2 separate regions of the Mus musculus genome follow, and region 1 is linked to region 2. A link is a contact called in public HiChIP or PLAC-seq data. All regions are on one chromosome and are shown on one strand. Each heading gives the region's core, a stretch centred on a gene start, on an enhancer-like site or on the middle of the called end of the contact. The rest is flanking DNA. Distances are from core to core; before and after follow the strand shown.

Region 1 (4,336 bases), core at 532-3,031, 170 kb before region 2:
GAGCCTTCCCAGGACCAAGAACCTCTCCTCCCAGTGATGCCCAACAAGGCCATCCTCTGCTACATACGCAGCTGGAGCCATGGGTCCCTCTGTGTGTACTCTTTGGTTAGTGGTTTAGTCCCTGGGAGCTCTAGGGGGTCTGGTTGGTTCATATTGTTGTTCTTCATATGGGGTTGCAAACCCCTTCAGTTCCTTCAGTCCTTTCTCTAACTGCTCCATTGGGGACCCAATGCTCAGTCCAGTGGTTGGCTGCGAGCATCCTCATCTGTATTGGTCAGGCTCTGGCAGAGCCTCTCAGGAGACAGCCGCATCAGGCTGCTGGCAGCATGCGCTTCTTGCTGAGTTCACTTTCAAACTCTCCTCTAAATCCTGGCTCAGGCAGGGCACCAACCCCCTTCTGGGCAGACTTTACTCCATGTATCACCCCAAAATTGCACACCACCTCTCAAACCCTGCCATTCTGTCTCCACTGCCTCCGGAGACCTTTCCTGGCTTCCCTACATTGCACGAATCCCCAGAGCTCTTCTTTTCTGACTCCCTGAGCCGGCCTTCACCTCACCGTAGCTTGGGCTGGAGTGTCACATCCCTCAAAGCAGGCTCTGTTGCTTAAAATCAAAGCCTGTCACTTTGCTTTGTTGAGACAGGGTCCCATGGGTCTCAGGATGGCCTTGAACTCTTAGATAACAAAGGATGATCTTGAATGCCTGACTCTCCGGCCTTCCCCTCGCCAGTGCTAGTGCTACAGGTGTGCGTCACCACGCCCCGCTCAGGCAGCGCTGGGGAGGAAGCTAGGGCTTTGCCCAGGCTAAACAAGCACTCTACAGATTGTAAAGCTCTGGTCAGCTCCAGCTTTACAGTTTCCGATCTCACCCTTCCACCCAGTCAAGTTACTCATGCATCATAAACACGTCATCGGATATAGGACAACACAACTGTGGATGGATGCTTAATCAAAATCATGTGCAGGGATGTGGATGGATGGCTTGTCTTCACCTGGAAAGCTCAGTCCAAAGGAAGGCAGATGGCTTGATGACCCAAACTGTGGAGACGCCAAGCTCTGCCCTCGTCCTCACCTCCCTTAAGCCTGTCATTTACTTATTGGCTTCACTGTTTGTCCCCTCATTCACTCCACAAGCAGGTATCCTCTGAGCTCCGATTCCCTCGTATCCATGCCAGGCCAGGGAGACACATTTAGGCCACTACCAACCCCCACTCTCCCCACAACCAACCATTGGGGCAGTAGCAGCCATCCACACAGGTGATCTCACTGTCTACACATGAAGCACGGGATTGGCAGGAAGCCGGACAGCAAGCAATACACTCGTTATAGATGAAGGCCTTCTCTTTGCAGTGCACAGCTTGGAAGGAAAGGAGGGAGGGAGGGAGGGAGGTTATGGTCTATTTGTTTGGCCAACACCCACCTCACCCCAGGTCCTGGAATGGGAATGAGAGGGCTCTCATTTCCCAGACCCTCCAGTCCCAGTTGGAGTATTTGGTGTCCAAGAGACTGGTGAACTCAGGTCGGGGTACTCTGAGACTTTCACCTCACTTGATGGCCCCAGACCCATCCCTCAGGCTCAGTCTTACTTCTCCCATCTGTTATAAGGATGGAACCTCAGAAGTTAAGGTTCTGACAGCTGTGGCTCTGAGTGGGCAGGACTGGCTACCCACAGCCCACATCAGAACTCATCTGAACCCCCTCCCTGCCTGCCTCCACCTTGAACCTACTGCATTGTGAGAGTTGGGTCCTCCAGCCCTGCAGAGGGCGCCCTGCCTGTGCACATGCCCGGGCATATTCCATCAGTGCTCGGCACCAAGTGGCTTCATCGCCTCCTGATCTGTACAAGGATATTGCATGTGAGAAAGTCTGGCCTGTCACCAATTGCCACCATCCCATAGACCAGGTGATTGAAAACCTTCCAAATAATAGTTCCTCATGGTGTAATGACCCCCCCCAACCATAAAATTATTTTTGTTACTACTTCATAACTGTAATTTTGTTACTGTTATAAATCATAATGTAAATATCTGTGTTTTCTGATGATCTTAGGCCACTCCTGTGAAAGGGTGGTTTGAACCCCAGAGAGCCGCAACCTTCAGCTTGAGAACTGTTGCTGTAAACACTCTCAGAATGTCAGAGCACCCTCCTCTAGGAAGGTATCCTGCTACACAGAGTCTCAAAGCAGGACACCTAGGTTCCAGCCCTAGTATCATTGCCAAATTGCTGTGTGACCCCGAGGGAGTTGAGTTCCATCTCTGAGCCTCGGTTAAATGGGACAGCTGAAACCCATCTTGGCAAATAAGAATTTTAGAGCTTTGGCAAGCAGTTCTATAATGACCACGTATTGTCCAGCTTGTTGGCCCACATCCTGATCCCTTATCCCAATATTGGAAGACGCTCCCTACAGCCCACCACCTAGCTGCCCACTTACTGGCAGAGGTCACTGGTACAGCTGGCTGCGAAGGGCAGAGGGCTGACATAAGCATGGCAGGTGTCGAAAGGAGGCCTCAACAGTACTTCACACCGCTCATACACACCCTGCATGGGGCAGAGGCAGGAGCTGGGCTGGGAGGACAGCAGGCTCTGATTCACCATCCCACAGGGAACCCCAACTTAAGCAAAAGGAAGGCAGAGGATAAAGGGAAGGGGCCATGGGTATGTACCATCCAGGGCCCTGTGACCAATAGCTCTCTACTGGGGAGGGGGGTTCTCCCCAGGACACAGACCTGCATGGATGCTGGGCTCTGCTGCAGGCATGGTGGGCGAGGCAGGGAAGTAGTCACAGGTCCTGGAGGGCTGTTGGGGACCTGCTCCTGCCAGCTGTGTACAAACTCCCCTACATCATCAGTCACCTTCCCTGCAGGGAAAACTGGTATCATGATGAGGTGGGTGGGCAGCAGGGCTGAGGGCTCTGAGGCAGAGGCAGGAGATAAGGGAGAGCCATTTGGCAGGAGCCAGCCTCCAGCGCTCCCACCCTACGCTGGGTTCCCAACTGAGCCAGTCTCTTGGAAAAGCCGTCTCATCAAAAAGATACGAATGTCCTACGCCTGTACTGTCTCACAGCTACTCCACACTCAATAGAGGCAGCATGGTATAGTGGAGGGGACCAGTGTGCAGGTTTGAACAAGTGCCTACACCCATCTCAGCCTCAGTTTCCCCACCTGCAGAAAAGAGAACTAAGCCCCGAGGAGGAGGCTGCAAAGAACTATAGCTGTAAAGTGTTCAGCGCATGGCGGGTACTCAAAGGGCCGCCCACCGCCAAGCTTTCTGCCAGGGCCATCATGATGTGCCCTGAGCTTCACCTGTAGTTCTCATCCACATGTCAATCAGAGACTTCGGCTCCAGCCTGGCCCTTTCTCTTCCCGGCTTTCTCTTACCCTCTGACTCCCCACTTCCCGTGGAAACCTTGTGGGATCAAACCCACCTAGCCAAGTGTGCAGTGGATCTGCACACAGCCCCAGTTTAAATTCTCATCATGAATACTTCACAATTAAGAGGACTGAGGTCCAGAACATGGCTGAGAACATGCCTAACGTGACAGAGTTTTGCAAGCGAGCCCTTGTCTCCCATTGGGTTTTTACTACCATGGCCATGATGTCAGAGGTCTGCACAGAGCAATCCTGACCAATCTCCATCCCTAGCAAAATATCCCACAAGGCACCTTCCCTCAGACTCACCGTAACTGGTCACCAGGTCATCCTGAGGGTCAGCATTGTTGTTCCCACACAGCCCATGGGTCCAGCCCAGAAACTCAGGGCTCATCTTGATGTAAATGGCTGAGATACCATCCCAGGCCAGGGTGAAGGCTGACGGATGCCTCGCGATGACGTAACCAGCCAGCTGCTGCAGCTGCACACCCCCCACCACCTGCGGCAGCTGGACCCTGAGAGCAAAGCCCAGGGATGCAGAGTGTCCACACAACTCCCACGGGTCCTGGTCTTTTTTTTTACCACAGGGACAGCCAGCCACCCCTACCCAGTGACATGAGTTCTTTAAGTTCTCATCCTCCAAGTTTCCAGAATACCTAAGTGCATCAAAGTGCATGGGGATTCTTTTATTTTCAGGGGGCTTTCAAAATCATTGGCAGGGATAAATCTTGAGAGTCAATCCATCAGCTCCCAGCTGGCGGGAGAGAGCCGATAACGTCTAAGAGGGACTTCGTTTTACTGTGAACAGGACGAATGGAAAGGAAGGGGAGAGGGGTGGACAGGAGACTGAGAACAGAGAGGAGCCCTCCTCCACCTGCCCTGCCTCTATTTTGCAGCCACAGGGTCCTGCTCAGCTGACAATAAGAGAAACCAAAGTTCAGCCAGCTGTAGGTCTGAACTCCTAGAA
Region 2 (4,315 bases), core at 621-3,120:
CACATCTGCTGGAACCTACTTCTTCAGGATCCCAGCTTCTACAGAAGACCAGCTGAAACAACTGGCCTCGTGGGGCTGAGCAACTACTAGATTCTTGGACTTCCCACCCGCAGCTGCCCACTGTTGGGTCAGTCGGCCTACAGACTGAAAGTCATTACAATAAATTCCCTTAATATATAGAAACATTGCAGAAGTTCTGTCACTCCAGAATGTTGGGCCCCATTTTGACCCTGGTTTGGGCCTTGAGGACACACCTGAGCCTGGCTCGAGTTTCTGCAGCCTTGTGGGAGAGCCTAAGCCTGGCTTGAGTTTTGAGACCTGTCTCAGTCACTTCAGTGACTCAGCAAGACCTGTTTTGGCCCTGCCTCTGCCCCGCCTTTGCTGAGGTAGAGCTTTGCCATTGGCCCTGTCAGTCACCCCATATCCTCCATCACCCTTCCCCGCCTCCTATGTCATCTTACCTCACCAATAATCCCCCTCCCTATGTTCTGAACTTATATAAGGGAGAGGCTGACACCATAAAGTTGAGTTCCTGCTTCGACAAGTCTCCCCGCTCATTGTGTTTCTTTTGGGCTCACCATCCCGCTCAGCCCCAGAAAGATCCCGGCAGAGCCAAGATCCTGACTAATACAGAAGTGGAGACTATCCAGGGCAATGTGGATTCTAGGAGACTCATCCTGAGCCTGGTCTGCCTCCAGTACCCGCTGCAGCCAAGAGGCCACAAACATCCACATGTTTCTATCTTATCAACAAAAACCAAACAAAGCTAATAGAAAACACTTTATAAAGGCTATGTACTTAAGCTCAGTGCTTCATGGGATATGGAGCCCCATGGAGGGAAAGCATAGCAGGAGCGTGTAGCAGTTGGTCCTGCCACGTCCCCAGTCAGGAGTCAGAGACGTGGACTCTGCTCAGATCACAGTCTCCAATCCTAGCCCGTGGTCTGGGACCACCCACACTTAAGGTGCATCTTCCCACATGGATAACCTAATCTAGAAAATCCCTCAGAGGTGGACCAACATTTGTTTCCATGGCGATTCTAAATCCCATCAAGCTGACAGCACTTAACCATCACGGTAACAAGCAGCCTTGTCCCCTGAGCTTGACCAACGCTTCTCTCAGGCTACTCTGGCCTGTAGGGACTGGTTCTTCCTGGCTTTGGGTGCTCACTCATGTAACAGGAGAGACCAGGGGGAAAGCGTGAAGCTTGGATTGAAGAGCTATAGCTGGAAGCGTTTCGAGGTATCCTTCCTTAGTCATGTCTTAGGCTTGTTTTCTTGGCATTTTCTCATGTAGCCCGAGCTGGCCTTAAGCTCATTATGTAGCTGAGGATGACCCTGAATTTCTTATCCTCCTTCCTCCACCTGCCAAGTACTGGAGCACAGGGTGTACACCCACTTTGTGTGGGACCGTGAAAGGCAGCCTGTTTTCTGGTCGAACTAGGTTTAAACCCCGGACACCCAGCAGATAACTCTGCAAGGGACAGAAGGCCTGTTTGCCATGGTCCCAGACACTAACTAGGCTCCTGACATGAGGCCCCAGATCCATAATTCTGTGACCATCAGTCACATAGGGCAACACCCCAAGCTCCTGGTGATCTGTCTGGACTCCGCCCCCACAGTTACCTGGCAACAGCCAGGTGAGCTGGCCCACTATAAACGGGGCTGCTTGCCCCTCCTCTTACTTCTACACCTGCTTCCTGATTGCTTCTCTCCTGACCTCTTGCTTCCCTTCTCTCGGCATTCCCTTCCCAACTCTCTCCACGTGGCCACAGACTGTCTCTTCTCGTCAGGATCCGCTGTGCTGGAGCAATGGAGCAGGTCTTCCTCTAAAGAGCCGCGCATCTAAGCTCCCGCAGGAAGGCCTCTCAGCACTCCCAGTCACTGTCTACACCAACCCAAGCCACAGACCAAGCAAGGCAAAGACTCCCCTCCCTGCGGAAACCAGCCGGAGCTGGTTTCCTCCTGCCCTTTTCCCTTTGGCCCCGGGCCAGAGGCCCCACAGGCCCCCACTCTGTCCTCAGCTCTTGCGCCACTGGCATCTGTGGTATCCAAGAGCTAGAACCTGCAGTCCCTGTTATCTGTGTGGCTCGGGGACCCCAGAGCCAGCTCTTCCACGGCAACCAGAGGCATCTGTGGTGCCCAAGAGTCAGAGCCTGACTCCAGCAGTTCCACGGGGACCTCAGCCTGTGCTTCCCCACCCCCGGCGCAGGGTCCTGCAGCTTCTCACAGCCCGACGCCCACCTGGCGGCCACCTGGAATACACAAAGTCCTATGGCTACCTTTGCAGAGGGACAGAGCCCACTGACATCTAGTTGTCTCCCACAGGCTTTCAGCCTTTATAGAGTGTCAATTAAACGCCCCATTAGTACTTAAGGGGGGTGTTCACTGTGCTGTCACTTGGAGAGTTAGAATGGATACCCATATCCACACACCGTATAGATTATGTCTCATCTGTTCCAGAGGCTCATGAGGCTCACCTCCCCTGTGCAGCAAGCAAACCCACATGCGTGTCAAGTGGCCAGTTGACACAGATATACACAGACGGACAGACACCCCTCCCCAAGAAGTGAAATACTTTTAAAGCCCAGCACAACAGAGTTCTTCTGGCTTCTCTAAGATACAGGACGTACATCCAGGGACCACAGTGAGCTGAGCTCAGCCACAGGTTGGCTGTGCCACACAGGGCAGTCCCCACAGCCTCTGTCGCTGGGGCTGAATGCCCACCCGCTCTGTATGCACCCCACACTATGCCAAGTTACAACACAAACGAGTGGCTGACTTTATTCATCCAGCTGTTGACAGACCCTTCTGGGAGGGACAGATGTTGCTGCAGCTTCTGGCACGGGCCTCGAGTGCAGGGGGCGGTTTGGGGAAAGTCCAGAAGGCACAGCAGACCAACGCCATGTTTCCTGGACTCTTCTTGCAAACGAATGTGGAAGATTAGATTATGTTCTCACGCCACCAGCTCAGCTTAAATACTTCTCTGACAAAAATAATAATAATAAATTATCTTCAACTCAGAAAATAAATTGTGTTCAGCAGGGTGACAGGAGGGTCCATTCGTCGCATTGCACCACAGGGCTACACAGGAGAGGACAGACAGGCAGGACACCAACACAAGGGTGACAGGGCCCAGGGCCTGCCTGAAGTGAGTGAGCATGTGCCTTTGTCCCCAGGCAGGCGGCAGCCCTGGCTGTGTCATCTGCAGGAGACGGGGCCTCCTTCTTCCTCACGTGCGTCTGGTCTTCTGTTTCTTGGTTTGTCTCTTCATGTCTTCTGGGCCGCTGCTGTCAGAGGCCGCCTGGCCAAGGGCTCTGACTCCCTGAAGACGACTCGTCAGCTGCAGCAGCAAAGGAATGAGCTGGAATGAGAGAGACCATGAACACCTGGAAGGCGCCGTGCATCCCCTTATGGGAGCCCCGGGCCTGCAGAAGGCTGGCAGAGAGGTTTTACAGAGGCTGTGACTCTCTACAGGCAACACCTCCCTGAGGATTGGAAATGACATCACTGGAAGAAGATGTAGGAATTTGCCTCGTCTCCTCCAACCTTAACCTTCTACAACTTCCATGACACCGGGCACCCTCCCATAGCCTATCTCCTGCCCCCCGACTTCCCATGAGGCCTTGGCTTCCCTACCTTGTCATGGTTGTAGCCCGCCAACAGGAGCAGCAGCGTCAGAGGCAGGGCAATATAGGACCCCTGCGCAATGTCTTGTTCAGGGAGCTTCCTCTGCAACAAGACAGCCATGACTCCTTGTAAGTTATCACTCATCGACCACTGTCATCCAGAGCTTCAACCCACTCAGCCACCCACACTGGCACCCAAGGTTACCCACAATCCCTTGATATCCAAAAAGAAGCTAACTGGGGTGTGGGTGTGCATCACCCAAGCCCTGAAACTCAGATCTGGAATTCAGGCACAAGGAGACTCCAGTGGCTTAGAATTCTCTTACTATCACAAATAAGCTCACTCTGGCTGAGACGACCTTGAGCCTGTGACCCTCCTGGCCCTACCTCCTCAGTGCTGAGATTAAAGGAATGTGCCCATGCCTGGCTGATGTGTGCTAGGGATCTAGCTCAGAGCTCTGTGTGTGCTAGACAAGGGCTCTACACCAGTGCTGCTCCATCCCTGCTCTGCAGATTCTTGACTCAGCAACTCCCCCACCACCGTCAGTTCCAAAGACAGACTGACAACCACTCAAAAGCCCGAATGCCAGAGCTAAAAGCAAGCAGCTAGCTGTGTGCACCACCTGGGAACGAGCTGGATACACCGTGCTATGTGGTTATGAACACTGTCTTCCCCCAATTCCTCTA

What was found. HiChIP or PLAC-seq counts read pairs in DNA pulled down with a chosen protein or histone mark.
Region 1: an H3K27ac HiChIP or PLAC-seq map of epiblast stem cells shows a contact between it and region 2, with 4 times the contacts expected there. The contact joins two enhancer-like sites. A contact is called at or near these places in 5 of 39 promoter capture datasets (3T3-L1-derived adipocytes, the HPC-7 cell line, embryonic stem cells and 1 more), 2 of 484 Hi-C or Micro-C datasets (cortical neurons and muscle stem cells), 9 of 115 datasets of contacts at active chromatin or transcription factors (SST interneurons, acute myeloid leukemia, embryonic basal ganglia and 3 more) and 5 of 9 other capture datasets (adipose tissue, embryonic stem cells, liver and 2 more).

Annotation. Positions count from the first base shown.
Region 1 is chr7:46,249,481-46,253,816 of GRCm38.p6, reverse strand. It overlaps Otog (otogelin), which reads right to left. Exons shown (of 56, transcript NM_013624.2): 8 at 3,679-3,884; 9 at 2,728-2,858; 10 at 2,433-2,539; 11 at 1,729-1,838; 12 at 1,230-1,358. Among named protein-coding and RNA genes, the nearest start is that of Otog, 11 kb to the right of the region's middle. Within about 2 kb of position 1,781, at least 11 of the 459 cell types and tissues checked have an H3K27ac peak or open chromatin away from gene starts, as enhancers often do. A contact at or near this core is called in epiblast stem cells, where this site is marked.
Region 2 is chr7:46,082,651-46,086,965 of GRCm38.p6, reverse strand. It overlaps Nomo1 (nodal modulator 1), which reads right to left. Exons shown (of 31, transcript NM_153057.4): 30 at 3,639-3,731; 31 at 2,754-3,363. The coding sequence ends at 3,232. Among named protein-coding and RNA genes, the nearest start is that of Kcnj11, 15 kb to the left of the region's middle. Within about 2 kb of position 1,870, at least 39 of the 459 cell types and tissues checked have an H3K27ac peak or open chromatin away from gene starts, as enhancers often do. A contact at or near this core is called in epiblast stem cells, where this site is marked.